Linked DNA regions of Oryctolagus cuniculus: region 2 is linked to region 1. The links are chromatin contacts, called in public Micro-C maps. All regions are on one chromosome and are shown on one strand. Each heading gives the region's core, a stretch centred on a gene start, on an enhancer-like site or on the middle of the called end of the contact. The rest is flanking DNA. Distances are from core to core; before and after follow the strand shown.

Region 1 (3,941 bases), core at 964-3,463:
CTTACATAACAACATGAATGTCCTCTATAGCTACAAAGGGTTCTTGTGGTAAAACTGATGCTACATGTATTTTACCACAATTTCTTTAAAAGATTTATTTGTTTATTTGAAAGGCAGAGTTACAGAGAGGCAAAGGCAGAGAGAGAGAGAGAGAGAGAGAGAGAGAGAGAGAGAGAGGTCTTCCATCTGCTGGTTCACTCCCCAGATGGCCGCAATGGCCGGAATTGAGCCAATCCAAAGCCAGGAACCAGGAGCTTCTTCCAGGTTTCCCACGGGGGTGTAGGGGCCCAAGGATTTGGGCCATTCTTCACTGCTTTTCCAGGCCATAGCAGAGAGCTGGATCAGAAGTGGAGCAGCTGAGACTCGAACCAGCACCCATATGGGATGCCAGCACTGCAGGCTTTATCCATTAATGCCAAAGTGCCTGCCTCCTTATCACAATTTTTATAAGGTAGCTTTGTAGTACTAGTATAAATAAAAATCCCTTTGTTCTAAAGAAAAGTCTTCCATAGAATTAAAAAAAATTACACCTCCAAATTAGAAAGTTACACTTCACCTCTAGATGCTGGGGTCTGCCGAGGGTGTACACAGAGATGTCGTGTAACCTTATTTACAGGGGAATTCAGCAAGTGCCAGAGAAGAACTCTGGAACTAACTTTCTCCTTGACAAACTCAGTGGGGCTGAAAGAAGGGTGCCAGGGCGCTGGCTTCTCCCCATCTGGTTTACATGGGGTGCTGTCTGTGGGCCACCATGATTGCTTCTCCTGCCGGCAGGCATGGCAAGCTCACACACTTGGCACACCCTTGTGAGGACAAGGGAGCACATTAGGCAAGAGCGGCAGGGCACGCTTAGGGAGAGGAGCAGAGCAAGGAGCCCCTAAGCAAGGAAGAGCTCCAAGCAGGTCCCAAATGTGGCCCTGGGTGGTATGGGCAAGGAACTCCAGGCCCTTGACCCCAAGGATTCCTTGTTCTGTAAGGCAGGCCCCGGTAGAGACAGGCCAGATCATAGCCTTCTTTAAATGCTGGCCCAGGGTGGGGGCACAACTGCTTTGGTCCTGGGATGGTACTTTCTGGAGAAAAATGAGTAAGTAAGTGCTACTCCAGAGGCCAGAGCATGGTCTAAGCAGGCCCAGGTAGGGGGAATGGAACGCCAGGAATCAGACGGGGGAATGGGCTGACAGGACTGCACCAAGGAGGGGCACCAGTGTGCGTCCCATGTTTTCCACCAGCCCTGCATTCACAGCCTCTTCCTGGAGGCAGTGGTTCGGTTTTCTTTCGGCAAGTGCCTGCCCTGCAGGATTCTTAGCACCGGTCCTCTGATAGGGGATGCCTGTGTCCCAGGGGGTGACTTAATCCACCAGCCCCAGAACAGAGCGCCCCATTAACAGACAACGTGTGTGTATCTCTGTGTGTGTGTGCGCACGTGTGTATGGAAGTGGGGGTGGTGTGAGCGTTTGGGAGGTTGAAGGTGGGTCTCAGTATCTGTCAGTTCAGCATCAGTGCATTCAACCAACCCTCGGAACCAAAATATTAAAAAGAAACTGCATCTGTGCTAGATATGGACGGTCATTTTTGCTTGTCATTATTCCATAACAATACCATATAGCAATTTTTATATAGCATTTACATTGTATGGGTATTAGAAATAACTCAGAGATTTCACATACGGGTTGGGAGTGTGTAGGTTATATGCAAATACTGCACCGTTTTACTGGAGGGAGCTGAGCAAGCAGGATTTGGGGGAGGGCATTGGGGGTTGTCCTAAAACCAAGCCCCTAGGGAAGACTGTCCATCTTATTCTCACCCGGGGCTCTCGCAGGTTTTCTTCTGGTCTCTGGAAGTCCTTCCAGACCATTCAGCTGCCCCTGCAGTTCCAGGTCTAGTAGGCGCCCACACTCAGTTTCACGCTCTCACCCATGATACTGATTACTCCACTTGCACAGTCAAATCTAATTTTTTATTTAAAAAAATTTAAAGCTTCAGCTTTCTTCTTGTGCATTCTGGCCTCGGATTTGTCCCCAAGCCTTGTAAGGCACCCAGGTTCCGGGCCCCAAGGCTACCGTGCCTGACGGACAAACTGGTTCAACGATGGCTCCATGGCGCCACGGCATCCTCCAGTCCGCGTGCGGGCGGGCGGGAGCGGACAAGGTCTGGCGCGCATGCGCGGGGGCGGGGCTGCGCCTCGGGCCTGCGCGTTGCCGCCAGACAGGCGGGGGCGGGGCGGAGAGGCGGCGGGCGCGCGCCAGAGGCGGTCGCGGGGCCAACCTGACTTTGTTCCCCCTTGTCCCTTCTTCGGGCGCACCCTCCTGGAGGCGCCCCTCCCCACCCCCGCCGCGTGCTCACAGGCGCTCCCTCCCGGCGAACCCGGCCCGTGGGCATGGGGGTAGTCCGCCCCCTCAGTCCTCGAGGGGCTCCGAGGAGCCCGCCGCGCGCTCCCTGACGTACTGTCCTCGCCGAAGAGTCCATGGGCGCGCCCTCGCAGGCCGGTCGCGGACGTGAGGGCGCTGGGCCGCGCGGCCGCGGAGCCGAGGAGAGCCGTTCTCGTGACCGGCGCCGCGCAGGCCGCGCGCGCGCGTCCCCGCCGCAACCCCGGCCGCGCCCGCCCCGCCTCTCGCCGCCGGCCCGGGAGCCCGGTCCGCGAGTGGCGGCGGCGGCGGCCGGAGGGACGATGAGCGGCACGGCGCGGGCGGGCCCGGCCCGGCTCGCCGCGCTCGCGCTGCTGACCTGCGGCCTGTGGCCGGCGCGGGCGGACAACGCGAGCCAGGAGTACTACACGGCGCTCATCAACGTGACGGTGCAGGAGCCCGGCCGCGGCGCCCCGCTCACGTTCCGCATCGACCGCGGGCGCTACGGGCTCGATTCGCCCAAGGCCGAGGTCCGCGGCCAGGTGCTGGCGCCGCTGCCTCTCCACGGAGGTGAGTGCCGGCCTGGGGAGAGGCCCAGCGGGCTGGGGGCCCGGACCCTGGTACCCGCGGTCCCCCTCGCGTCCGCTTGGGGTCCGGGTCTCCGTGGGCAGATCCCGGCCTTTTGGCGGGGCGTGGGGGAGGGATGAAGCTCCGAGGCATGATTGGGTTTTTCCCTTTCTTTGTGAAAAGCCTCAGAGCGTTCTTTTTCCGCCCGGTAGCTTGTTTACTGCAGGGCATTGAACTGCGAGTTTGCAGGGGCAGGCAGCGAGACAAAGGAGGTGGTGCAAGAGCGCAAAACTCCTTGGTGGTGGTGGTGGTGAGGTCTTAACCTGTGTTTCCCTGTGGCCAGGTCTGTCCCCCTCAGTCCCCCAAAGCGCGGACTTGGCGCTGCTTTGGCTCGCGAAGGATGGAGCCTTTTTCTAACGCACGCATCTGCCGTTTTACCCGCGTGCCCGGCGAGCAGGGGGTGGAAGAGGAAGATGGGCATCGTCCCTGTTGCTCTTGGCTCTTGCTCTGCCCTGGAGCCGTGCTGTAATTGCACGCCGGAACGTTTAACACCGCGCAGGACCCGCCCCAGGTGCAGCTGGTGGCCAAGTCCCGGTGCCATCCAGGGGGAAGGGGTGAAATGTTGAATTGTCTTGGAAGCCGTTTGGCTGGCCCTCCTAGTTCCCTATAAACGTGGGCTCTGCTGAACTATTTAGTGTGAAGTCTATTTGTTGAAGTGTCTGGGCGCTTTTTAAAGGCCGTATTTTGCACATCCTGGAGGGATTTTTCTGGTGGGTGGTCCGCTGGCAACTTTTGGAGAAATGTCCACTGGCTTCTTCACCCCCACCCCCACCGTCACCCTGAGAATACTGACAGGGGATTCAAAGCAAAAAACACTGCTTTTCATGTGAAGATGACCTGAAGTAGGCAGTCTAAATGAGGTGAGGGTGTTTGTTTTTATAGACTGAATGCTGGAGCATCGTGCCCCTCTGAGATCTGCGTGTGTATGTGTGTGTGTGTGTGCACCCGTGTGCGCTCTAAATTTCTGGA
Region 2 (3,899 bases), core at 89-2,588, 150 kb after region 1:
CTTCGGGAAATGTGGGGGGTGGGGGTCTTGGAAACAACCCCCCAGTGATAGTACTTCAAATTCTTTTTAAAAATTATTTTTTTATTTGAAAGAGAGCAAGCAGATACATCTCCCATGAGTTGTTTGCCTCCCAAAATGCCTGTGACAGCTGGGGCTAGGCTGGGCCAAACTAGAGCGTAAGAGCCAAGATCTCAACCCTGGTCTCCCATGCCAGTGGCGGCGACCCAGGTACTTAAGCCATGACCGGCTGCGACCCATGCTGTGCATTAGCAGGAAGCTGGAATGGAGAGTGGAGTTGGAATGGAACCCAGGCACTAGGATATGGGATTCAGGTGTCTCGGGCAGCAGTTCTAACTGCGGTGCCAAACACCAGCTCCTGCACTTCAAATTCTTGAGGGAAGATTTCTCTTTAGCCGGCACGATGAGTGATCAGTGTAAGCCTCCAAGGTGTTAAAGCAAACCATCTCCTGAGTCTGGAAAGCTGAAGCAGTCTCCAGCAACATGTCAGAGAACTGCATCCCTCACACTGAGATTCCCGGATGCCAATGACAGAATCCCACCTCCAAACAGCTCACACCTCCCAGGGTGAGCCTAAGGTGTCCCCTTCTCTCCGTCCCCCTGAGAGACGTCGGTGGGACAATATAGACTCACAGCTGTTGTCCCAGAGGGAGCTCACAGCCTCCTTTCATTCTCCATAGCCGAGTCCCCGCGGTCACGTTTGTTTTGCTTCCTGAACACAGCCGCCTGAGCCCCCGGGGGCAGGGACGGGAAGCTCGGTGCTTGGATTCTGCCCCCTACAGGCCAACACTGGCAGCGCAGGAACCCCGAGCCCAGCAGGGCCTGCGGCGCGACCCGCGCCTGCGCAGGAACCTCCCCAGCCGAGGCCAGACCCCAGCCCGAAGGGCAGCGAGACAGCTGGAGATAGGCTCAACCCTGGTCTCCCTTGTGTCAGACGAGGACCCTGCCTACCATGGGGCTTCCTGACAACCTGTCACTGGCTCTGAAGATCCTTCCAGTCTTAGCGCGAGGATTATCGCCAACTCTTATCCCTCCCCAGATGTCCGCACGCACGGACAAAAATACATCTCGAAACGCGATTTCTTTACAATTTCTCCTCAAACTCTCATAGGCCCGGCTGTCTGCACAACCGGTTCCCCTGGTCTGGGGACAGCCGTTCCGGTCAGCGGCCCGTGCCCGGGGCTGGACCGCGCCTCAGAGACGCGGAGGCCCGGAGCCAGAGGGGCGCGGAGGGGCGGGGAGAGGCTGCGCGCGCCGGCCGCCCGGGCCGCGTTCTGTGAGCTCCGGCGCCCGCCAGGGGGCGCCGCCCGGCCCCGCCCGCTCGTTCGCTCGGCTCCGGAGGCGGCGGCGGCGGCGGCGGCGGCTGTGGCGGACGCTTCCGCCTCGCGGGCCTCGGCCCGGAGCGAGCGGCGCCGCGATGTGGCTGGGCCCCGAGGAAGTGCTGGTGGCCAACGCGCTGTGGGTGACGGAGCGGGCCAACCCCTTCTTCGTGCTGCAGCGGCGCCGGGGCCACGGCAAGGGCGGCGGCCTCACGGGTGAGCGGCGCGGGCGGCCGGGCCTGTGGGGCCGGGGAGACGCGGGTGACGGCCGGGCGGGGCGCGGGGCGAAGAGGGGGCGCGGGCGGCCGAGCGGGCACGGCCGAGGACGACCGGCGGGAGGCGGCGCCGGGCTGAGGACCCGCCACGGCCTCCGGGGGCCGCCGCTGAGCCTGTGCAGCTTCCCGGAGTGGACTCCACAGCTGGAAGCCGGTTTTCCCGGTGCCCTTCCTCCGCCTCAGTTTCCCTAAGTGCCTCTGAGGCGTCGAGTGACACAAGCACAGGTCTTTTGTCCCTTCTTCATTGTCAGTCCTCTGAAGAGATCGGGAGCTGGCGCAGGCCCCAAGACCCCTTCCCTGTTTCATGCAGCCTGGAGCTGTTAACCAGGAGAGGGTGCTTGGGCCCCGTCACTCACAAGAGAGGAGCCTGGACACATAGCTGGATTGTGTGACAACCGGGCGGAACCCACCTCACACCCCCTCCACAGGTGGACCCAAGGCCCCTCAAGCTGCAGGGCCTGGGCACCCCAGGAGCAGAGCCATGTCAGGCCTGAGGGGAACACCAGGGTGTGGGCTCCCCTGGGTGCCAATTGTTAGCCTACAGGAATGCTGGCTCAGGGCTGCCACATCTTCCAGTTTTTCGATAGACTTTTCTGTGGAACATCCTGATTTTCAGTGTCACAGCTGATCTAATCCTGCCACATGCAAAGGCTTCCCACGGGTGACTTCTGCCACCAGCCTGTCTTGGGCCACACCTCTTAATGGAGAAGAGATTGTACCATTTCCAAGAAAACTCAGTGTTCCCTTCAACGCTTCTGGCACTCTCCCAGAGGGCCTCAGAGATCGGGCTAGTCCATGCTAGTCTCCTGGACTGAGCTGCGTAGTGGGGGTTAGACAGTGGCCCCTTTGGAGGATCCAGTGGTCAGCCTCAGAAGCTACTGAGCCCACTGAGGAAAGCAAGGTGCCTGATGTCCAGGATGTCCGGTTCCTTCTGTTAACACCAGCGCACCAGCATCGGATCTGGCTGGTGTGCTTCCAGTCCTAGATCACGTTTATGTAGGTCATCGCAGTTGATGGGAACCAAGAAGACCTCTTTTCTGCCTCCCTGCTCCATGTCTCCCCAAGATTGGCATCTGGAGTCTCCCTTGGAGCCAGATACAACTCCAGGGAACTACTCCTTGAACCCCTGCCACCTATCAAGGTTGAGTGCATCTTTCTGTAGCCTCTGCCATGGACTTGTGGCATCACGGACATCATGACCTCCCAGGCACTGTCAAACCGGCAGTGATGTGATTTTCTTCAAGCCATCATTTTTGATGTGCTCACGTGAACTTTTCATTAGAGTCAGTGTGATGAGATAGTTGGCCTATTTGAAAGCATTCAGGTTGGGGCTGGTGCTGTGGCGTAATGGGTAAAGCCACAGCCTGAAGTGCCGCATTTCATATGGGTGCCCATTTGAGTCTCAGCTGCTCCACTTCCAATCCAGATCCCTGCTAATACTCCTGGGAATCCAGCAGAAGATGTCCCGGGTCCTTGGGCCCCTGCACCTATGTTGGCAACCCAGATAAAACTCCTGGCTCCAGGCTTCGGCCTGGCCCAGCCCTGGCCATTGTGGCCATTTGAGGAATGAACCAGTAGATGGAAAATATCTCTCTCTTTCTCTCTCCCTGTTTCTCTGTAACTCTGCGTTTCAAATAAGTAAAATAAATCTTAAAGCATTCAAGTCTCACAGCATGATTATGTTAACAATTTAAAGACTGGCCTTCGCCGCAGCTCACTAGGCTAATCCTCCACCTGCAGCGCCGGCACACCGGGTTCTAGTCCGGGTTGGGGCGCCGGATTCTGTCCTGGTTGCCCCTCTTCCTGTCCAGCTCTCTGCTGTGGCCAGGGAGTGCAGTGGAGGATAGCCCAACTCCTTGGGCCCTGCACCTGCATGGGAGACCAGGAGAAGCACCTGGCTTCTGGCTTCGGATCAGCGCAGTGCACCAGCTGCAGCGGCCATTGGAGGGTGAAAAAAAGGAAGACCTTCCTCTCTGTCTCTCTCTCTCACTGTCCACTCTGCCTGTAAAAAAAAAAATGGTAAAAAGGAATGTCTTTCTGTCTCCCTGTCTCTGTGTAACTCTGATGTTCAAAATAAATAAGTAAATATTTTTTAAAAAATGGACTATGAAACGAGTGTTAAAGTTGACTGAAAAGCAACAATTGTTCATCATCAACAGGAACATGGTAACAATATGTGTAGTTCCTACCAAAAGCAGTGCTTCATTAAAAGGAAGAAATTCCAAATAAAAACAATAAATGGGTTTTTAGCTTGCTTGACCATTCAGGAGTGAACCAGAGAGAAAGT

The links. A called contact is a pair of places that touch in the nucleus more often than the background predicts.
Region 2: a Micro-C map of ear pinna shows a contact between it and region 1, with 4 times the contacts expected there. The contact joins the promoter of TBC1D9B here to the promoter of RNF130 in region 1. A contact is called at or near these places in 3 of 6 Hi-C or Micro-C datasets (ear pinna, skin fibroblasts and an unstated tissue).

The regions. Positions count from the first base shown.
Region 1 is chr6:67,427,105-67,431,045 of mOryCun1.1, forward strand. RNF130 (ring finger protein 130) reads left to right here and starts at 2,214. Exons shown (of 8, transcript XM_008274990.4): 1 at 2,214-2,915. The coding sequence starts at 2,465.
Region 2 is chr6:67,573,386-67,577,284 of mOryCun1.1, forward strand. It overlaps TBC1D9B (TBC1 domain family member 9B), which reads left to right and starts at 1,339. Exons shown (of 22, transcript XM_070076510.1): 1 at 1,339-1,553. The coding sequence starts at 1,436.